4 separate regions of the Gossypium hirsutum genome follow, and all the other regions are linked to region 1. A link is a contact called in public Hi-C data. All regions are on one chromosome and are shown on one strand. The core of a region is the stretch at or near the end of the contact, and the rest is flanking DNA. Distances in the headings are between cores, read along the strand shown.

Region 1 (2,787 bases), core at 112-2,611:
TCTCCCCTAATTAATACCCAATATAAAAAGTCATTACATGTCTAGTTTTATAACAACCTAAGATTGCTACTGCTGCAAAGCTTGTTCTTTTTCTTGAAAGCATCAGCAGCAAAGCTTTGGATGTGAAATAAGAGGACTTTTTTCTTATAATTAAATTTCCATGTTTACGAAACAAGATGTAAACTGCTTTTAACCAAAAGCTAATCATCCAGGCAGCTACAACACAGCTTAAATTGTCTTTTGGCAATTATCCATTTTATTTTATAATGGCAATCAACTATATAGTCTATTCATCTGTTCAGCTTCAATTAAAAACAATCCCTGTCTTTAAATTAATCAGCTTTAATGTTCTGGGCAAAAAGTTTTAAGCCATAAACGCAGATTATTTTCTAAATAAATTACTGTAATTACATTAAAAACAGAAACCACAAACTTAGCATTCCTTATATTAGCAAAAAACCTCAAACCTTAACTTCTCCTTAAACTCCACAACCAAAAAAGGCAGCAAAGTACTAAAACCAACAGATTCCTCAAAACATAAAACAAAAAAAAATCTAGTATAAGATTCATGACAAGACATGCATCTATCAATTTCATGCTATAACCACACTATTGTATTTACTTTTACCTCGCCAGTATGAGAGAAGCAACCGTGGAGATAAGTTTCGTCCATCCAATGAACAAGGTCACCAACCCAGATCGTTTTAACCTCATCCGAATTACACCCTTGTTGCTGTTTTTGTTGATGCTGCTGCTGCTGTTGGTATTGTTGATAATGGTAATGATGATTATTGTAAGCCATATAATGATGGTGAGGGTACATCATCATCTGCTGCTGCATCATGACCATAGCAGCCGCCGGGTATTGCATGGCTCCCATCCACTGGTTAGGCACCCATTGTGGATGTTGTTGTTGTTGTTGTCTGGTTTGTTGCGCTGGCGGTTGTTGTTGTTGTTTTGAGTTGAGATCAGGAGCGTTGGTTGAACTTGACTGCATCTTTGATAATGTAGATAAACAAGCTGATCTGAGGCTCTGGGTGTTCTTCTTTCCTTCCTCTCTCTCTTTCTCTCCCCTTAATGGCCAAACGAGAGAAAGAAAAGCAGAGAGAGAGGGGGGGTGCTGTAGAAGGGAATGTAAGGTTATAAAGGGTGGCGGTGGATCTGAGTTGAAGGGGTAAATAGCGAGAAGGAAGGGCCTCGGCCTCGGGTACAGCGATGGTGGTTGTTTACGTGTTTTGTTTGTTGCCGGCCCGTGAGTTTTAGACAGGGACCCACCTGATGGTCGTGTGGGGATATCTTACCATGCTGACCTGGCCTCCAACCGCCATTCCCCTAGTAGGTCATGTTTTAGATTTACAGATAATGCATCACTAATTTAGCTGCTTTGTTGCAACTTGTAGAATTAGAATTTAGGAACTTTCCAACCTTTTTTTTTTTTTTAATCATTGTAATTTCAATATGACAAACCCATTTTTAATGTTTTTTATTTCTATTTTTAACATCTTTTATTTGATGAATTTATTTTATGTGTAACTTTGGTAAGTTCATCATCATCAATTTATAAAAGGTTTTTTAATTCGATACGTTGATCAAATAATTGAATTAATAGATTATTTTATTTCTATTATAGTAATTAATTTAAATTACAAATGTGAGTTATAAGTGTTGTATGTGATTTAATGCACATACTTCTTTCCATATAATATGTTAGTTACATACATATCACATCATCATTGCAATAATATCCTACAATTTTTTTTTTGTTTTAAATAATTTCAAATAATCATATGTATACGATCATAAGAAATAAGAAATACTGTTTGAAATAGTACCCTTAATGTAGTAATTTTTAAATTGATTAAAATAATAAAATTACCACATGCTCATTTAATTGATCGTTATATGTTTGTCTTGAATGATTTTAGCATTAACAGCAAAATATATAAGTAAATATAAGCTCCTTGATCACCTAAGGTTTAATTAATAATAAGTTGCATTATATGAATGGATTATAATGTAAAAAGACAACTCATATGTCGTCTGAATTACCCATAGTCCGTAAAATCAGATTAAGCAAATAATTAAAATAATAGGGGACTATTATGCCGTGTATAAGTCCAATTGGGGTATTAACTTGTCTTGCTTATCGTAACAGATTTGCTCTAAAAAATAGAAACATAAATGTGATTGTTTGAATTGATAATACATTATATTGGACTCAAATTGAATTTATCTTAAATATATTTATAGATTCATTCACTTATAACATAAATGACTTGTGTATTTTGGTATATTGAAAATTTGTGCTCTCATGATAGTAGGCCGAAAGTTGGTATGTTAGATGCGTGACTTACACATGGCATGACGTCACTCACAATAATGGAACCTTAACTTAAATAAGTAGGTAAATGGTATCTTCTTATTAGCATTGTATGAATTATGAAAATAGAACTAGGTATAAATATTGATACATGGTTAGAAATTGATATAAAAAATCTTAAGGTACCAAAGTGATAATTAAGTGCAACTTTAAGGATAAATAGTGCATTAACCCCCACCATAGACTATGCATCAGAGTACAGCAATAGATTTATATAACTTGAGATTAGACGTTGAAACAGAAGATTAAAGCGCAAAAATAAAAATAAAAATAAAAACGATTCAAAGAACTCCCGAAAGGATGTTCAAAAATTCGAGTCTTTTGACTCTCAAACCAACTAACCCCAATTTTTTTTTAAACCCCACTTGACTTCAAAGTTTAAGAAACTTTAAAACCCCACAAGTTAT
Region 2 (2,787 bases), core at 108-2,607, 220 kb after region 1:
ATAATTGTGTACAATATATCATGAAATTTCATCATGCTTGCAGCTTACTTGCCTTCTAAATAAGTGGGATTGTTTGTCGTTATCTACTGAAACATGAATTGATGTGCTGCATTGAAATTATTATAAACTCCACAATCGTCCATCCTCCATTCTGCTTTAGGTAGCCAGACATTTTAATAGTTATGCAGACATCTGTTGACTATCTTGTCAGTTTTGTTTACTTGGAACTTTTGGAGTTTTGGCTGATTACTGAACTATTCCGGAAACAATTAGGCTGCTGGAGTGCTGTCTCAAATTGAAGGGGCCAACAAGAAAAGGCAAGGAATTCAGGTAAGCTTTTAGTTTCTTATTGAAGAGTGAATGTTTGTTTTTCTTCTATTGCATCGCAAAGTGCTTATATTCGTATGCTTATTTCTCTGTGCTTGCACATTTTGGTACTATAGTGGACAAGTGAGGAAGAAGAGAAGTTCAAGGCTAAGGTTATGGAGGCATATGAGAGAGAGGGGAATCCGTACTACTCAACAGCTAGGCTCTGGGATGATGGTATTATAGATCCTGCTGATACCAGGAAAATTGTGGGGCTTTGCATCTCTGCTTCCATGAATCGCCCATTAGAAGATACCAAATATGGTGTTTTCCGAATGTAAATGGAATCATTAACTTGTCAATCCGTACTCTTCTAACCTGAAAAGAAAATATGGGAAACAGGAAGACTATGCAATAAAAAATCTGTATAATAATGCAATGCATGTCATGATCAATAATTCCTTGTTTCAAATGTAAAAGTCCTGTTGTAAGGTTTCGGTGTCTTTGATTGAGGTCAACATGTCAAGTTTATATTCATGATGCTTGTGGTACCATAAGCCCGTATTAGCTCACTAGGTTCAGGTTTTCTTTGCAATGTGCCACCTTGTTATTCAAATATTAGCCACCGGAAACACGCTGGCATCGTCATGTTTATTTTATGATCGTTCTAAAAACTCAAATCTTCGGATACTCACACCTTGAGGCCTTTTGGTCAAGGACAAGCGGTTTCCATAAGCTTAATCCAGGATTAACCAAGTAATCGGTTGGTTCATGCCAACATTAAGGTAGTCGAATTCAGCTCCACTAGTGAATGGAACCATAATAGATTAGGAGTTTCATTTAATCTCAAAGTGTGAGACTGAGTGAGTGCATGTGGAGTTGTTGTGATTGGGAGTGGCTGAATCCAATTAGGGAAAGGGGCTTATTGGGCCCATGCCCATCCTCAGAGCCACCTAACAAACCAGACTTAATAGGGGCCCACCTTTTTTTTTTGTCTGAGATCGAAAAATCAACAGAACAGAAAGAAAACGTGATATTTATTTAGTAATCTCAGCATCTCTTGTTGTCAATTCAATTCATTTCCTTTGTTTTATGGTGAGCGCCTGCTGATACGGAAAAAAAACAGTAAGCAATTCTGCCTGAACCAAACCGAACCAAACAGATTCCTCTTTCTTTCTTACTTCAGTAATGGCTTCTTCTGCTTCGATTACTCCGTCTTATTTTGCTTCCAGCAGCCTTCCTCCCCGCCCCATTTCTTCTCACTTCCCCTTTAACCTCAACTCTTCAACCTTCTTCTTTCCTTTGAAAAATGGGTCCTTCAAGCTTCGTAATGCCCCTCCTCTCTCTCCTAAGGTCCTTTCTGCTCGTGCACCCAAAGGTATTCTCTTTCTCCTCTCTACTTTTTGAATTGGTGGGTATTTCTTTGATCTGATTCTACCACTTACCATACTACTGGATATATTATTCCATTTTTGTTGAATGGTGGCGTATCCCGTGATGCTTGATTATTGGTTGCCCAGAAACTTGAAGAAAGAAAACACTAGAGGCAAAATGTTACAAATCTAGCTTAATGCAATCAGAGTGCGTCTTTGTTCAAATATTCACTTGATCCCAGTTGTAATTACTAGCCACAAAACTAGGAAATTGTTTGACTTAGAAGATTTGGTGATTTCAATCAAGTGTTAAAATGTTGGTTTTCAACCTTCAATGAAGCCTTGATTTACAACTGTGAGCATCGTAGATCACTCACTTTTCCCTATGTTTGGTGTTTTTTATTTGGAAATAAGATGCTAATTAAAGATGTGTAAAGTTGGCGGAATTTATAACAGCAAACAAAGGCCTTTCACTGATACTTTCCTAAAGCTTTTCACAAAAAAGCTCGATCATTAATTTCCTTCCCTGAACAGCTCCATGAACAAGACATTCACGGAGGAAAAAGAAAGAGTAAAAAATAGCTCCATAATATGAGGGAATTTTCGGATTAATTTCATAGTAATTAGTAGGTGGGTATTTGGAATTTTTTTTGTCTCTTTATGACTTTAGCTGGATGAATCTGATACTGGATCTACAAATATACTGATTGTATGCAACACAGCTATGTGTAGATCCAAAGTCCGAACCAATTCCGTGAAGATTTGTTGCTCTGTATCCTGGTAGATTAGACCCGAGGGTAATTTTTTCACATGCTGTGAAGATAAACTATATGCGAGCTCTTTGAAGTTTCCAGAGGTGATTCCTTTGCTAAAATGGATACGATCTACCAGTTAAAAAAATTATCATTGCGATGTCCAACATCCTGCTATGTTTTTAAGTTTGAAATAATACACCACATAGAAGAGAGAATTTTGGAAAAGGTGAGATGGTCAGTTCTCCTTGTAACCTTATAATTAGATATTAAGGGTGATCAATGTTTTGTCATAGATCATAGTGGTTGAATCAGTTGAGATATTATACTAATTTATTTTCTAAACTTTTAGAAGC
Region 3 (2,787 bases), core at 189-2,688, 200 kb before region 1:
GAAGTGGTCAAAGGGTCCGATCATATGGTGATGATGTCCAAGCCTTTCCAACTTTCTAATCTGCTATTATGCTTAGCTAAATACTAAAGTCATTCAATTTGAGACTCTGATAATACAGTCAACGCTAAAAAGATATAATCTATTTATAATATTTTTATTATAAGATTTTAATGTCATTGGTTCAATCAATAAAATACTTAAACTGTTCTATTGTAACATTTAAAATAGTACAACTGACCTTTCACATTTGCAGTCAAGTCACTTTAATTTATAATATTTTTTACTAATTCTTTACTCGACATTCGTACACTGTGACGTGATTAATAAGTTAACTAGTAGTAGCCGATTTAGGTTCTTGAATGAACACATCTTTTTAATTAATCACTTATTCAACAAGTGATTTAGTGGGATTGCAAACCAACATAGGTTTGTAATTAATTTTCAATGTTATCTTTAATTTTTTTTTTAAAAAGCAACATCAATATATAAGTTCCCCTAAAATACTACTATTATTTTATAAAAATATTTTTTTAAAAACTTAAATCATGTCCCATTCAAAGTCGCAAGGGTGATATTAGTTCGGTTCGATCGAGTTTCTTTTGAATTTCTTAAACTTTTCATTATAATCCGGTTTAACTCGGTTTGATTTTCGATTTTTTCATATTATTTTTTTGTTTTGAATTTTTAAATTTATTTTGATAAAATGAGTTTTGTTTTATGATTTTTAAATATTATTTGACAAAATTTTAACTTTTTTTCGTAAATATTAAAAAAAACAATAATTTTCAACAACTTTTAAATTATTTTCATCATTTTAAATATAAAATGGGTAAACTACACCCACGATCACTTTAAAATACTGTTTGCCATACTTTGTTCACTCTATTTTTCTTTAATTTCAAAATGCCACACCAACAAATTTAATAAAAAAATTTAACAACATTAGTAGTTGGATCTAAATTTGGAAATATGAAAAGTAGAGAGACTAAATTCCTTAGAAGTAAAAATATAGAAACTAAATTTCAATTATTCAAATAGTAGAAGGACTTGTAGCATATTATAGAAATCAAAAGTAAAAAAAAAAAGTATTTTGGGTTAATTATAGAGGTCCTTAACTTTGTAAAAAAAAAAATTCACCTGTCAATCACCCTATGAGCTCATGTGTTATGTCAGCAATTTGTTAGTGAATTAACATAATTTTTAGCGATAATTATTGATTCGGATAATTATTTAAATTAGAATAATCAAATTGAGAAAAAATTTAGAAAGACCAAACAAACCTTATTTTAAAGTATAGTTTACTCATATTTTTAATATTTACATAATAAAAAATTAAAATAATTATATATTAAATAAAATAGAATACAGTTCCGCTTTGAGTAACACAGCTTTTGAACTTGCATATCATAAACCGTTCAAAGATAGATTCACCCATGCGTAAAATAGTCACGCTAGTAGCATAGCCTGGCTCTACCTATAAACCCTCCATCTACACGAACGTTTCTTTCTCCTCTATAAGCTCCAAGTAAAGAGAAGAGTCCCAAAGCCCCAACTATCAAAAGATACAATCTTATCCCTCCCACACCCATTCTCCCACTATATCTGCAACAATGGCGATTTTGTGCCCTTCATAAAAAAATTTCCCCTCTGCAAAACATTTACTCATTAATCTCTAGAAAGGGTCTTTGTGATTATCGAAAATGGCAACAATCGCTGCATGTTCTTCTCACTTGTTATCTGCTTCTACCCATTTCCATGGCTTCCCTAAAACCTATCTAAAAATTCATTCCCCTTTTCTTCATAAGCTCAAGGTAAAGCTTTTCTCTTTCTCCTTTTGGGTTGGTTACCAATTAATTCCATACTGAGTATTGGGTTTTATACCTGCTTTTAATTGGGTTGACCTTTTTTTTTGTGAGCTTTTGTCCTGTGTCTTTCTCAGTCTAGGGTAAAATTAGATATTAGAAATGGTTCTTGAATTGCATAATCTTATTGAATGCATCATCATTTACTTGTGAAATCACGCGTCTTCTTGTATCCAATATTCTACAGCTGCTTCACGTTCATTCGCTCAACTAGCTAGCTTTATTCCCATATTACTTTGTATATCGACTAGTCGTAATACTTGCCAAAATAGCTATGGCTCTAGCTAGTGCTTCAAGTTATTCCGCTTGTATTGAGCTTTGGCCGGGCGAGTTGTGTCTTACCTAACTATGTTCATTGTAAAGTATGAAGGTACCGGATGCTAACAGCTTTTAAATTGATAGGTTGTTTTAGGGTTCTTTGTTTGTCAAAAGGAGCATGGGAAGTTATATGTTTATTGCATTTGCACATGTTTTATTTTGTTCAAATAACAGAAGTATTCCAGTTCTTGAATTGTTTCGCCTATCACTTTAAATTTTCCTTGTGATAGTGCTATGTTTTTGTTTCTGCTTTGAGGTATGATTACTTATTGGTATATGAATTTCTTTTTACTGGATTTGTTTGGTGACTTTGCTTAAAATTTTGGTTCTACAATCTATAGTAAGAAGCAGGTACTGTTCTTTTAAAAATAAACTGCCCATTTGAATGTCTGCTTTAATTCTTGTATCCTATCTCTCCTGGACAAGATTATCTTTGGCCAATAATCTTCATGCTGGATTCAACTTTATCAATTTAATTTTGACACATGGAATAATGATGTTTTTTTGTTAAAGTTCAATGGTTGCTTACTAATTTACTTTTGCTTATTTTCACTTTACTTTAAAGACAAGATTATTTATCATACTTTTTTATGTGCTTACTTTGTTG
Region 4 (2,787 bases), core at 117-2,616, 130 kb before region 1:
TTTTTCAACTTAAATAATTCTGATTTTAAAAAAGGAATCCTATTTTTAAATCCTTTCAAATTTTTTACATTAAGACAGAAAACTATTCAATTTGGTACCAATTTTGGGCGTTGCGAGGGTGTTAATCCTTCCTCGTACGTAACCGACTCCCGAACCTATTTTCTTAATTTTCGTAGACCAAAACGTTTTATAAGGTGATCCAATCACACCTAAAAAGGTTGGTGGCGACTACCGTTTTCGTTTTTCAAAAGTCGATCCTCATTTTTCAAACAACCCTTTAAAAAATGGTTTCGACACATTACATCATAAATATATTCTGCATATACATTGATTTAATATTTGTTCCTTATATTATGCTTAAATTATTATTTACGCTATAAATTAAATACTTTACTGTTTGTATGATTATATATAATGGTTTAAGATTAGTCTCACGTTGAGCTGTTGTAAGCTCATTCCCCCTTTTTCTTACCTCTCAGGTAGCACAGAAAATTAAAACTCAGAATGGCATAGGAGAGGCTCAAACTAGTAACTCATTTTCCGTTATCGTTATAGTAAAAGATTTTATTAAAGCTATCTTTAATTATTTAATTTTGGGATTGAAATTATTAAGTATTTTTTTGCTTTTATAATGGAGGTTTGAAATTGTTTAACTTATTTATTTTAAAGCATGATATCTGGTAAAAAAATTTTATATTTGCATGCTTTTCGATTTAGAAAATCATTACTTTTAAATATTTTATGTTGCTTTATAAATACTTAAATGTTTTGATAAAAACTCTTTAAAATCTAATTTTTTTTCAAAATTACACCTCAACAATATTGTAATTGAATTGATAAGTAAAGCTGATTTAAATTAATGAATGTTTTTCCTAAAAACAAAAAGAAAATGATTTTCACATAAATCAACTCAAGTAAAAAGAATGTTCTTACAAGATCACCTCGATGATTGAATGTAACGCTTTTGATCTTGTCGAAAGTCCCAAGTTAGGTCAAGGGTGATACAAAAATTTTTTAATTGGAGTGATTTTAATCTCAAAATTATAACACTTTATGAGATATTGTATTTATATAAAATAATTATCTAAAATTATATTGAAAACGAATTATATATAAATCTTACGTATTTTTTCATTTTAACTGAAATTTTTTAATTAAAATTTTCGTTGAACTTTATGGTTTCCCACATTGGTATGTTCTTCCCTAGTAAATATTTCCGTGTTTCATAAAAGCATGATATTGATATTCATAATATATACCATTTTGGGTAAGTAATATCATGGCTACTTTGACAATATGATATAAATGGGAATTTCTCATTTCGAAGTCAATATAAGCTGTTCTGATTGTGACTTGTAGAGAAGAAGACAAAGGCTAAATGCCAAATCTATATATAGTGTCCCGACAGGTGACTGAGTATATGTCCTAAGCAACTTAAACTCTTTCTAAGAACATGATGGCAGTACTGTTTGTATATCTTGGATTTATGGTTTTTGGAATAATTTTTCTTTGTTTTCTCTATCGTTTCATAGACAACAATGGCCTCCCTCGAAACTGGCCACTTGTTGGGATGATTCCCATGTTACTTCTCAACATCCATCGCCCTCACGACAAAGTTGCCCAAATCCTCAGACGAAGCAATGGCACCTTCTTTTATACAGGACTTTGGTTTACTAATACTAGCTTCTTAGCCACCTCGGATCCTGAGAATGTGCGTTATATATTGAGCTCCAACAGTTCTGTTTATTTGAAAGGTCCTGAATGGCTGAAGCAGTTTGATATCTTCGGCGAAGCACTTTTCAATTCCGACGGTGAGGCATGGAAACGTCACCGCAGAGTTTTCCATGCTTTCTTGAATCACCCTCAGTTCCGGCAATCACTTTCAAAGGTTCTCCATCAACGTATAGAGGAAGCGCTTGTTAAAGTTCTTGAATATGTTTCTGGACGAGAGATGGTGGTGAACTTGCAAGATTTGTTGGTAAGGCATGCGTTTGACATTGGTTGCATAACGGGCGTGGGCTTCAACCCTGGGCTGCTCTCCATTGAATTCCCTGAGAATCGATTCCACAAAGCCATGAGTGATACTTTGGAGGCAGCTTTTTACAGATATGTAATGCCTGACAGTCTTTGGAAGTTGCAGAGTTGGCTTCAGATTGGGAAAGAGAAGAAACGGAGTGATGCTTGGAAGGCTTTCGATGATCTTTTAACACAATTTATATCGACCCAACGCCACAAATCCAAGAAATCAGTGGCATCCTCAGGCTCAAATGAAGAGAATGATTTCAATTTCTTGAACTGTTACCTGACAGGACATGAGATAACAGGCCCAACACCAAAACACAGTCTTATAAGAGACAACCTTGTACATTTTTGTTTGCCAGTGATGATACTTACAGTTTAACTCTCACTTGGTTCTTCTATCTCATCTCCAAGGCACCCATGGTTGAAAACAAGATCAGAGATGAAATAAAGAGACACTTATCAATGAAACAAGTAGAGGGGGGCTTGCAAATACCATCCAACTACGACGAGTTGAGTAAACTAACATATCTTCATGCAGCGTTGTGCGAAACCCTAAGACTACATCCACCGATTCCGTTCGAATTCCGAACATGTACAAAGCAGGACTTTCTTCCGAGCGGTCATCGGGTCCATCCAAACACCCGAATCATAATTGGAATACATGCAATGGGAAGGATGGAAAGCTTATGGGGAGAAGATTGCTATGAGTTCAAGCCAGAAAGATGGATTAGTGAAGATGGGAAGATTAAACGAGAGTCGCCAACT

What was found. Hi-C and Micro-C count contacts between places; a contact is called where the count stands out from the background.
Region 2: a Hi-C map of leaf shows a contact between it and region 1, with 1.8 times the contacts expected there. The contact joins the promoter of LOC107938012 here to the promoter of LOC107937897 in region 1. A contact is called at or near these places in 2 of 34 Hi-C or Micro-C datasets (callus and leaf).
Region 3: a contact with region 1 is called in a Hi-C map of leaf, with 2.6 times the contacts expected there. The contact joins the promoter of LOC107931817 here to the promoter of LOC107937897 in region 1. A contact is called at or near these places in 4 of 34 Hi-C or Micro-C datasets (all in leaf).
Region 4: a Hi-C map of leaf shows a contact between it and region 1, with 2.8 times the contacts expected there. The contact joins the enhancer-like site here to the promoter of LOC107937897 in region 1. A contact is called at or near these places in 2 of 34 Hi-C or Micro-C datasets (both in leaf).

Annotation. Positions count from the first base shown.
Region 1 is chrA12:3,444,546-3,447,332 of Gossypium_hirsutum_v2.1, reverse strand. LOC107937897 (polyadenylate-binding protein RBP47B) reads right to left here and starts at 1,361. Exons shown (of 6, transcript XM_016870901.2): 1 at 629-1,361. The coding sequence starts at 997.
Region 2 is chrA12:3,220,409-3,223,195 of Gossypium_hirsutum_v2.1, reverse strand. It overlaps LOC107938012 (thioredoxin M3, chloroplastic), which reads left to right and starts at 1,357. Exons shown (of 2, transcript XM_016871039.2): 1 at 1,357-1,684. The coding sequence starts at 1,495. It overlaps LOC107938005 (methylcrotonoyl-CoA carboxylase beta chain, mitochondrial), which reads left to right. Exons shown (of 10, transcript XM_016871028.2): 9 at 274-330; 10 at 444-843. The coding sequence ends at 647.
Region 3 is chrA12:3,642,906-3,645,692 of Gossypium_hirsutum_v2.1, reverse strand. LOC107931817 reads left to right here and starts at 1,438. Exons shown (of 4, transcript XM_016863775.2): 1 at 1,438-1,811. The coding sequence starts at 1,701. LOC107931811 (methylesterase 3) reads left to right here. Exons shown (of 3, transcript XM_016863751.2): 3 at 1-202. The coding sequence ends at 87.
Region 4 is chrA12:3,573,795-3,576,581 of Gossypium_hirsutum_v2.1, reverse strand. It overlaps the pseudogene LOC107931856. Among protein-coding and RNA genes, the nearest start is that of LOC107931867, 20 kb to the right of the region's middle. Within about 2 kb of position 1,366, at least 1 of the 9 cell types and tissues checked has an H3K27ac peak or open chromatin away from gene starts, as enhancers often do. A contact at or near this core is called in leaf, where this site is marked.